Regions from separate parts of the Capsicum annuum genome. Here region 1 is linked to region 2. Evidence: chromatin contacts called from public Hi-C data. All regions are on one chromosome and are shown on one strand. Each heading gives the region's core, a stretch centred on a gene start, on an enhancer-like site or on the middle of the called end of the contact. The rest is flanking DNA. Distances are from core to core; before and after follow the strand shown. Region 1 holds the start of LOC107872623 (xylan O-acetyltransferase 1). Region 2 holds the start of LOC107871113 (carboxy-terminal domain RNA polymerase II polypeptide A small phosphatase 1).

The links. A called contact is a pair of places that touch in the nucleus more often than the background predicts.
Region 1: a Hi-C map of placenta shows a contact between it and region 2, with 3 times the contacts expected there. The contact joins the promoter of LOC107872623 here to the promoter of LOC107871113 in region 2. A contact is called at or near these places in 2 of 5 Hi-C or Micro-C datasets (leaf and placenta).

Annotation. Positions count from the first base shown.
Region 1 is chr5:203,518,317-203,523,534 of UCD10Xv1.1, forward strand. LOC107872623 (xylan O-acetyltransferase 1) reads left to right here and starts at 3,171. Exons shown (of 5, transcript XM_016719259.2): 1 at 3,171-3,872; 2 at 4,371-4,542. The coding sequence starts at 3,403.
Region 2 is chr5:203,331,488-203,336,800 of UCD10Xv1.1, forward strand. It overlaps LOC107871113 (carboxy-terminal domain RNA polymerase II polypeptide A small phosphatase 1), which reads right to left and starts at 1,342. Exons shown (of 6, transcript XM_016717914.2): 1 at 803-1,342. The coding sequence starts at 1,153.

The DNA.
Region 1 (5,218 bases), core at 1,921-4,420, 190 kb after region 2:
TATTTCTCATCATTGTAGACTATACTCCTTTATATGGACATATTAGTTTTGGGGAAGTGGAGTTTTGGTTGAGAGGATTATTTTGGTAATGTGGAGCTTCGGTTGTAGAGATTGGATGGGAGAAAATTGGCTTCCAAGTACCTCTTGTTGGACTTGATCAAATTGAGAGGGAAGTGACCTATTTAGGTCTCGGGTTGGAGGGCATTTGGTGGCTTGGCTTATGTCTATGTCACTTGGTGGTGGTCTTGGAGGATTGATCGTTTGAGTTAAGGTTTCAGGAGTAGAAACACGAAAGTTCCTTCGACTCTTCACTCATTCCATCATCTCAAGTATAGTAGACATATCCGAGATAACTTTTTCAAGGCCCGCATTTGCCTTAGCCATATCTCAGAAAATAGCATCAAGGTGGGCCAAAATGGCTTCCATTATGGCCAAGAAGTTACCTACAAAATAGAAAATAAGTTAGTTGTACAAAGGGGTGATGTGGCAGCCTTTGATTGGTTGCGGATAGTGATGTGGCAGCCTTGGAATGATTGTGGAATATTGTGGAAATCTGAATTTTCTTTTCTTGTCTTTAATTAGGATTTGTCAATTCACTTTGGAAGAGAGGAGTTTCGGTTTTAGGAGGAAAACAAGAAGATTTGGAGACTTTTCAAATTCAAAAGGGCTTTTACTTTCCTTCCACCCTTTTGGCAAAACACCTTTTTGAAAGCTTTTTGGCTCTTTCCTCTTTTGTTAGTCTTGGAAAGTGTCCTTTCTCCCTTTTGGTAACAAGACTTTTTGAAAGTCTTTTGGTCCCTTTCCTTTCTTGTAAGAGTCTTAGAACTTGTTTCAAGAAAAACAAGAAGACTACACTCTTCCACTTGGTCTTAAGATCAAACACTACTTATTAAAGGTTCTTCTTGTCTCAAGACATGAAGATTGGCCAAGAACACCAAGAACCTTCAACAAGATTTGAAGACCAAGGTTTAAGTTGAACCTCCCAACAACAACAACACCTCTTTCAACACAAATCCACAACCACAATACCAATAACACACCTTTAAATGTTCAAATTTTGAATCCACTACAACAACACCAACAACAATTCAGCCCAACTTTTGAATCCGCACAACAACAACACAAGTAGGAGTTCAACTTATATCTTGACTCTATTAGTGTTAGGGAAGAACAAACCAACACTAATAACACTTAAGACTCACGAAATATACCTAGATCTAAACTCAAAGAACAAATCTCGGCCAAGAAGATAACAAGAACAACAACTTTCTCGGCCAAGAACACAACTCTTTTTGTGAGATTTTTGACCTTAGACACCTCTTCTAGTGTTAGGAAACAAAGATCTAACACTAGAACACACAAAACACACAAAAATCATAAGAAAACTAGGCAAAAATCTCGTCCAAAACAACAACAAGACACAATTTTGGCCAAGACAACAAGAATGGACAAATTTGCTTCTTTTTAGAATTTTCAGCTTTTTAACACCTCTTTTTTAAAAAAAAAAAAAATTTCGACTTAGAGAGCCCAAGATTGGTAGTGTAGGAACACAACCAGCCTTATCTCTGATACCAAATGATAACAGAATCAACCCACAACACGAAAACAAGACACAAAACACAAGACAAACCGAGGACCAAAAGGGGAACAAGTCTCGGCCAACAATAATACCACAAGAACGAGATGATACAAGGTGTATTTTACATCAAAAAAAGCCAACAACAAAATGAACACGAGATGATAAGACAACAATAAGAAGATAACAACAATATACGGCTTTACTAGAACAAGAACACAAACACGATTACAAGAAGTGTAAGGATAGGAAGTGAGACATCAACTCTCACATGAACTAAGAACCTAAGTGTATGTCACACACTAAGACCCTTAATACTTGTAATAGGCAACACCAACACTCTTACAATGACACAAGAGGGCATGAACCACTCAAGCACCAAGATTTCTAACAATGTTTGGCAATACTAGTGATTCCACCCTAGCATCACCCTCATTTCGGATTTGGTGGCTTTCCCAAGCCCTAAACTAAGGTGGTACACTCCTCACACTAGAGAGAGTTTGGTTCAAGTGTTACAACTTTCAATATCAATAAACAACTAAAGAAATAAAGACCTAATACTAGCATATTTATAGATTTATAACAACATAAGTAAAATATCCAACAAGCCCTTAATGAAGGGAAGACAAAAGACGCCTATGAAGTGTAGTCCAAGTGTAGTGTATGGACAATTTTTGGTGCATAATTAAGTCCTCTTTGTCTCTTCAATTGCACACACCAAGTCTCGGGTCCAATGCGTACTCTCATAAGCCCATATCCGTGATTATTCTTGTATCACCGGAGCCATATAGGTAAGAGCCATACCATTATCAGCAATCTGATTCTGCGAGAATAAACCAGTCCAGTTTGTATCATCTCTTTTTCTATTCCCCTGCTCCTGGTCCGATTGGGGGCATTCCCCCCTGTTTGAACTTAGACTTAACTTTTGTTGCAGTCCAACTGAACTCGATCATTCTTCCTCTTTCACTACAAGTGCTATCACTTCCTTTCCCTTCAATTTTTGCCTTGCTAGATCTGTGGGTAAAATTGTGTTGTCTTGTTGAGTATCCTCTATTTTAGTACTTTCTGTCAGGGATTCTTGTGTCCTTATTCGTTCCACAGAGTGAGCTTCTTCATAAGTCTATTCAGTAATCTTTCGAGCTTCTCCCTTATTCTTACGTGGTCGACCCTGACCTCGTCTCACCATGGATGCGCACGTTAGCAAAGCAAGCTAAACATGCACTAGAGAGAGAAAATTATTTATTTTTTTGATAAACAATGAAGAATTAAATTTTGAACGGATATTTATAAAAGAAAAAAAGTTGTTGCAAGATGTTTTAGAAATTGTTTGCGTAAATTGCTTGCAAATTGTCTGTTTGATTGCAAATCTAATGAAACCGTTGCAAGGTTTTCAAAAAATTATTGACAACATATCTGCTTGAGCTACTTTCAAACTGTTTATTTAATTTCAAATTTATCCAAAAAATTGTGTAACAGAAATCCACAGTCCATATCTTCTTTTTTTCTTTCTTTCTTTCTTTCTTTTTTTTTTCAACAGAGAAAACAGTAGTTAGTTTTCTAGAGTTGGGGCCTACAGGACCAAAGGAAGTTGTTATAAACAGATAGAAGGTGAGAAAGACATGCTTCCCAATCACCAATACTCAAATCAATTTCTTGCAGAAAATCCCACTTCACCAAAAATCTCATTAAACAAAAATAATAATTAAAAAAAAATAATAACAGAAAAAGACAAAACTTATCCACACGTTAGTATTTCTTTCACTCTTTTTTCTCTTTGTATACATAAATACTATTTTCATGCATTCACACCGACTCAAAATTAGCTAATGCCACTCTTCTCGAAATTATTCAACATGAAACAAAATTTCACAAATGGCTTCAAATTCAACAATTTTCCTATATGCATAGTAGTTTCCTCATTATTCCTCTTTTGGTTCTTCATGTACAGTGAAGATATCAAGTCCATTGCACAATTCCAATTCTCAAACCACAAAATTCAAGAAAATCTTGAAAATTCTTCAAATAAATCAAATGGGGTTCAAGAAAATTCCAAGATTCTAGGAGAACATAGCAAAAGTTCATCTATTTTGATAAATTCAGAGGAGAAAATTGAATTGCTACCAGAAAGTTGTGATATTTTTAAAGGTCAATGGGTATATGATAATGTTACACATCCAATTTATAAAGAACAAGAATGTAAGTTTCTCACAGAACAAGTTACTTGTTTGAAGAATGGAAGAAAGGATTCTTTGTATCAGAATTGGAGGTGGCAGCCTAGAGATTGTTCTTTACCCAAGTAATTACTCCATCCATTTTAATTTATTTTATTACTTTCATTTTTAGTATCTTTAAAAAAGAAAGAATGTCACTTTTTTTTTCATTTTTATTTTATTACTTTCATTTTTAGAGTAGTACCTTTAGAAAAGAAAGAATGTTGCTTTTCTTTTTGACAATTCTTTAATTTTTATTTTTTACACAATATGTTTAAAAGGCCACAAAATTAACGACGTTTTAATAATTCTACTTTGTCTTTTTACTTGGGTCCTATATAAAAAATACTTGAACCCTTAAAGGTGTATTAGGTTAACATGAGTTAAGAAATATAAAACAGAGGGAGTACATTATACATATCTTAATTTTCTATTTTTTTTTTTTTAACTCCATATCAAGTCAAAATCATATAAATAAGTTACAATGGAAGGATTAATAAACAAAAATCATTATTGAATTATCGATAAAGCTTTAACTTTTTTTTCTTTTTCTGAATACCATGTTTATGTGATCAAATTTTCAGGTTTAGACCAAGATTGTTACTTGAAAAGCTGAGGAATAAGAGATTAATGTTTGTTGGAGATTCATTGAATAGAAACCAATGGGAATCTATGATTTGTTTGCTTCAATCTGGGGTTCCTTTCAGCTGGAAAAAATATAAAAAGATTGGCCATTTATCAGTTTTCATGATTGAGGTATCTATGATTCTCTCTTTTTTCATTTTGAGTAGACTTGTTTTCCCTTTAATCAGCTGGAATTCGAAATCTATTGATCAGACTAATGAGATTCGCGTGACGAAGAAAATTCAACACAATAAAAAAATAAGATACTCGAATCAATCACGACTATCATAATTTGGAGGGAGAAGAAACCTTTTGGTGGCCGCTCTCTTTCAGAATTCAGTAATTTTAGCTCGAATTCTTTTTATGTGCTAAAAATTCCACTAGAAGTATAAATAATTGATCTTAATGGTAGAATTTAAAATTCAAATTCATAAAGTTGAAGTTTTGAATTCTTTTCAAGAATGATATATGAAGGATAAGTACTTAACAAAATGATTATGTTTAATTGGTACAAGAGGAATTCTCCTTTTAGGATGTTAAGACTCTAATGATACTTCATAATTACTTGTAATGAACATGGGATAGTAGTTTTGACTTTTTGATTATATGTCAAATCAATGATTTAGCATCACTTAATTAGATAACCTATAAGTAGGAAAATGGACTAATTTGCTATATTTAAGCCATATTTTCACCTATTACTTGTGACGTGTGAGTTTGCTTATCTATATTTTGCAAGTTTCCCTTATTACTTGAAACTATTAGTCACACTCTAAAAGGTTTATGTTAAAGCTTGTCAATTAATTTA
Region 2 (5,313 bases), core at 92-2,591:
TAATCTAATTTAGAAAATGATAGATTTTTCTGTCGGAAACAGTAAATAAAGGAACAAATACTAACTTTTACACTAAATACAGTGATATTTTAACCAGAATTCCGAAACAGCCTCTTGGAAACTGCTAACACCTTAAAATACAACCTAAGACATGAATGAAATTCAGTTATAGAATACATAATACTAAGATTACACAGATTTCGACATTCCTAGACATTCGAGGCTAGAACACTCCAGAATTCCCTTTTCCTTTTTTTCTGAATACCTTCTTCTACTGCCCTGCCCCTTTTTCTACAGAAAAAAACACCCTGAAATAAGTTTGTATAACTTATACTAAGTCTTATTATTGTTTATTTTGCCTCCTGGAATAAGTTTGTATAACTTGAGGCACATCAGAAAATTAGTTAGCTCAACTCTCGAGAAGCAAAACATAACAAACTATTTTCGAACAGATGTATTATCAACGCTTTTACTGTGATCTAATTCAGCTTTAAAAATTAGTTAAATTAACTCTGGAAAAGCAAAACGCGACAACTATTTCAGAACAGAGGTATTATCAACATCAGTAAATGTTAAACTTTACTGTAATCTAATTTAGCTTTGAAAATTAGTTAACTCAGACTCTCGAGAAGCAAAACATAACAACTATTTTCCAACAGAGGTATTATCAACATTTACTGTGATCTAATTCAGCTTTGAAAAGTAGTTAAATTAACTCTAGAAAAGCAAAATACGACAACTATTTTATTTTAAAACAGAAACATTATCAATATCAGTAAATATTAAAGGTCTAAAGCTTTACCGTTAGCCTCTTTAAACGTTCCTCTTCAACACTAATCGGTACACTTCCGCCGTTGATTTTCAGAGCCGACAGAGCGACGGCTGACGGTGGAGATTCTTCCTCCTCCGGCAGCTCAACATCCGGCAACGGTTTAAACTGCGGAGAAGAAGAGAGAAGAGAACTACTATTACGTAGGCCAAAATAGGAGAGAACTTGAGTTACGAAAGGCGTTCCTTTAAGGATCTGGATAAAGATCTGGAAGAAGAAAGCGAGCCAATTTAATAGCGATTTCCAAATTTGTAATGTTCTCGTCGGCGGCGGCGGCTGGGGCGGCGGCGCGTAGACTTGTTTAGCTTGAATTAGCTCCGGCATGATTCCGGTGGCCGGAAAATGAAAATTCGGTGAATTTGTGGAATTACCGGCGAAGGATGGGTACTGTGGAAGTCAAAAATGACAGAATAATGGAGAATTCAAAGTTTTTTTTTTGTTTTTGTTTTTTTGAAGTAGCGATTATGAGTAGATGCGGAGTGTATTATTTATTATTAATACTTAGGATAGGATTATTATTATTCTACCTTAGTAGTTTTCTATTACTTCTATAATATTTTTAAAATATTTAATAATATTAATTTAAAAAATTAATAAATAATTTATTTTATTATTATTTATTATTTGAGACATAAATTTTATTATATTTAAAAAATAATAAAAATAAATTATTTACGTATTATTTTTATTATTTAGGTATTATTTTTGTGTCAAGTCAATACTATTGTTGGGCGGGAGGAGTATTATTATAGTGAAATAGTTATTTGACCAAAAAAAAAGAATTTTGGAGTCGCTCATTTGAATTTAGTGGTTAGTTTGGCTATGAATATATTTAATTTTTTTTATGTTGGATTTTGAAAATTTTCTTCGGAGATAAAAATATGAAAATTTGGATCATTTAATTTGAAGCTAAATTTTAGAATTTGAAAAATACTATTAAAAAGTAATTTTTACTCCAAAGCAATAAAAATAATTATAGTGTATTCATAGTTAAACACAATTCCTCTAAAAGAGATGCAATAAACTTTAATTTGTGAAAAAAATAGAATTAGTTTATCGAGAAAATATCAAAATATGAGACATTAAAATTATACGTATAAGTGCACAGATCTACCTCCAACTTTAAATTAAAAAAAAAAATTGAAATTCTTATATGGCACATATTATTTCTAGAAACATCAATTTCAAATATTCTTTTTGTTTTAATTTATTTATATGATTTGAATTTGATATAATTTAAGAAAGTAACAAACATTTGTGATCTTGTGTTTTAAACATGTTGTTTGGAACAAATAAAAATGGGAGGACTATCAAATTTTACTTTAAAATTTTAAAAACAAAAAATTAAACTTATATGACTTTTTATAATTTTAGCGCCAAACTTCCCTTAAAAAATGAAAAATATTTTCCAAATTTCACAAATTTCAATGCCAAACGAGCCCTTGTATATTGTACGACCGAGAAAGAGAGTATTTGACACGCGATGGGGTGGAGCGGGGGCGGACAATTGCTATTGAAACTCTTTACATGAGACTCTGTGTTATTGGTGTTTTTCTTTATTTTTTTATTTTTTTTGTGGTTCCAAAAACAAAAATTTAACGTTTTTATTGGGAAAAAGAAAAGCTTTTGTCTGAATTGGGAAAGAGGTAGAGGCCTTTTATTTTCTCTTTTTATATATTTTATTTTATTTAAAATTTTGAGAATGTAATGAAAGTGGGATTCTAAAACCAAAGTTTTACCAAAGTAGGAATAAAGTTATGCTTTTTCTCTGGAGTGGATATTAATTAATATAATATACTACCATTTTGAATAATGAATTCAGAAATCATAAATAGGAAAATCATATGTGGTAGTCATGGATTGTGTATATTTTATCCTCAATTATAAAATATATTGGGTATGTTGTTGTAGTAGTAAGATTGTGTCTATTGATATAAATAAAGATGAGACCTGTTAACGGTGAGAAGAATAAAACTATATATATATTGCTTAGATTCTTTAAAAATATTAATAGGTGTGGTCAAATCCTTCAAAAAATAGTATACTTTTTTAAGAATTTGATACGAGAACAAATTTTAATAATTCTAACAACTTAGAATTATACTCTTGACTCCTTTTATTGTTTTGTTTACCTTTCTAGTCCATGTTTGGTAGCTTTAATTTTTGTTGATTGATAAACTATAATAACTGCCTCAGATTTATTAAATGCAACATATCATTTGGAACAAAAAAGATAGTAGTAACATTTGGACCGAATTTAGAAGTAGTTCAACTGTTCACTTTATTTATTATTTTTGTGTACATGAAGTGATCTTATGAGGTAGCGGCTGCATACAATAATTTTTACATTGTAAACAAAGTAAAATTGATGTCTACATATATGTTTTCGAATGTTCTTAACATAAAAGAGAAAATATAGCCTCAAGTTCTGAAATTGACATGAACTTAGGTAGAGAGTTAGTGGATCGTAGATGGTTATCATGTTTTTTAGGGGTTAGGATTGATTGAAATTTTTGTCCGTGTACTGATCGTATTATAACAATTCTTGTTTTTACTATTTATTATTCGTGGTTGTTATTACACTATTTTGATATTTAAAATAAAAAAATAAAAAATTTAGGCTTTGCATTGCTTTATTTGTTACTCTCTTCGTTTTGTATTGGTTGATTTTCTTTCTAAAAATTATTGTTTCAATTTAGTCGTTTAACTTCTAAAATCAAAAGTATTTTATATATATGTGTGTGTTTCCCATTTTACCCTTGATAGGAATGGATATATATTGTTTTGCACTGCTATGTTTTCTTCTTTGTACTTGGACTTACTTATATTTGAGTCGAAAATCTTTCGGAAATACTCTTTACCTCTACGCACATTCAACTCTCCTCAAATTTTGCTTATAAAATTTCACTGAATATATATTTGTAATTAGGGATGGATCTAATAAGATTCGTGAAGATATCACGTCTCTCGCAAATTTCGAGGAAAAATCTTTATATAAGTATATAGTATAGATAATAAACTTGTCACTAGAGAATGGAAGTGGTTTGCAGGGCTAGCGACAAAGGTCTTTTATTTTGCCAAAGGGGCACGGATTTGAAACCCACTGGCAACTTAATTTTGACAAGCTTTATTAATTCATTTTTGTTCTATCCGACAACTTAATTTTGACAAGTTTTATTAATTATTCAATTATGTTTCTTCTTTGACTTTTCTTTTATTTCTTATTAATTATTATTTAAATTAAAAGATGAACACGTAAAAAAATTGTCCATTCCTCTTTCTAAACCGGCTCTATGAACCCATCACACTTCTTACTTCTTCTCTCGTCGTCCACTTCGTGGAATTTCTTTATCAGTCATCATCGGAATCTCATCACTCCGTTGTTTTCTCAATGCATATAACCCTTTGTAATTTTGAACGATATTTTTTTACTTTCCTTTTTAGAATATAAAAGAAAGTCGAAGCAGCCAAAATGGGGGTTCAAAATTGAAAGAGGTAGACACGCGAATTAATCAAAGGGATTCAATATCTACTATATATACATGAAAGTAATTTTAATCAAATATAAATAGTAGTATAACTTTTCACCGAAAAGGTTCGAATGAATCCCTTAGCCATTAGTTGGCGCGCATCTAGAATTTGAAGTCTCTGATTAATTTGATCGATGAATCTACTTAACATCCGAAGTCTCTGGATCCTAAATCCACCTCTAATCATAAAATTACCATATTTTTATAGAAATGAAACTCTAAAACAAAAGGAAAGAACGTGTGATAAATCGAAGGGAAATTGCCTTTGGAAACTTAGCAAAGTTTAGTGAAGCTGCACAGTTATATACTACAGGAAGAACCGGATGAATTTAAAAAATAGACGCAAATTAAAGTGACTTTCAAATTTTAGTCTCAAATAAAAAAAATTCTTTAAAATAGTTTTTTACCTACTAATTAATATTTTTTTTTGGACTAATTGCCCTAATAAAAAAAGTAAACTACATAAATGATCTTCATGATGAATAACATATCGTTCAACTTTTATGTTTTTTATTTTTTATTTTACTTTGATTTTTATTTTTTATTTTAAACTTTCTCAGCCCTTTCTTTTTTCCTTTTTTTCCTCTCAACTTCTTTTTTTATTATTATTATTTTGTCTTTCCTCTCTTTTTTTTTTTAGTTTTTTTTTAGTTTTTCTCAACTCTTACTTTTTTTCTTTACACCTTTCAACGTCTACTTATATATATATATATATATATTTCTTTGATTTTTATTTTTTCTTTTCTTTTCTTTTTTTCTTTTTAAATTTTTCTCGACCTTTATTTTTATTTAATCTTTTTTTTTATCAACCTTTATTTTTTTCATATTCTCTCTCAACTTCTACATTTTCTTTGATTTTTATTTTTTAAATATTTTTCTTCTTTTTCACAATTTTTATTATTTTTGTTCTTTTCTTTGATTTCTTCCATTCAAGTTACATTTGCTGAGCAAGAG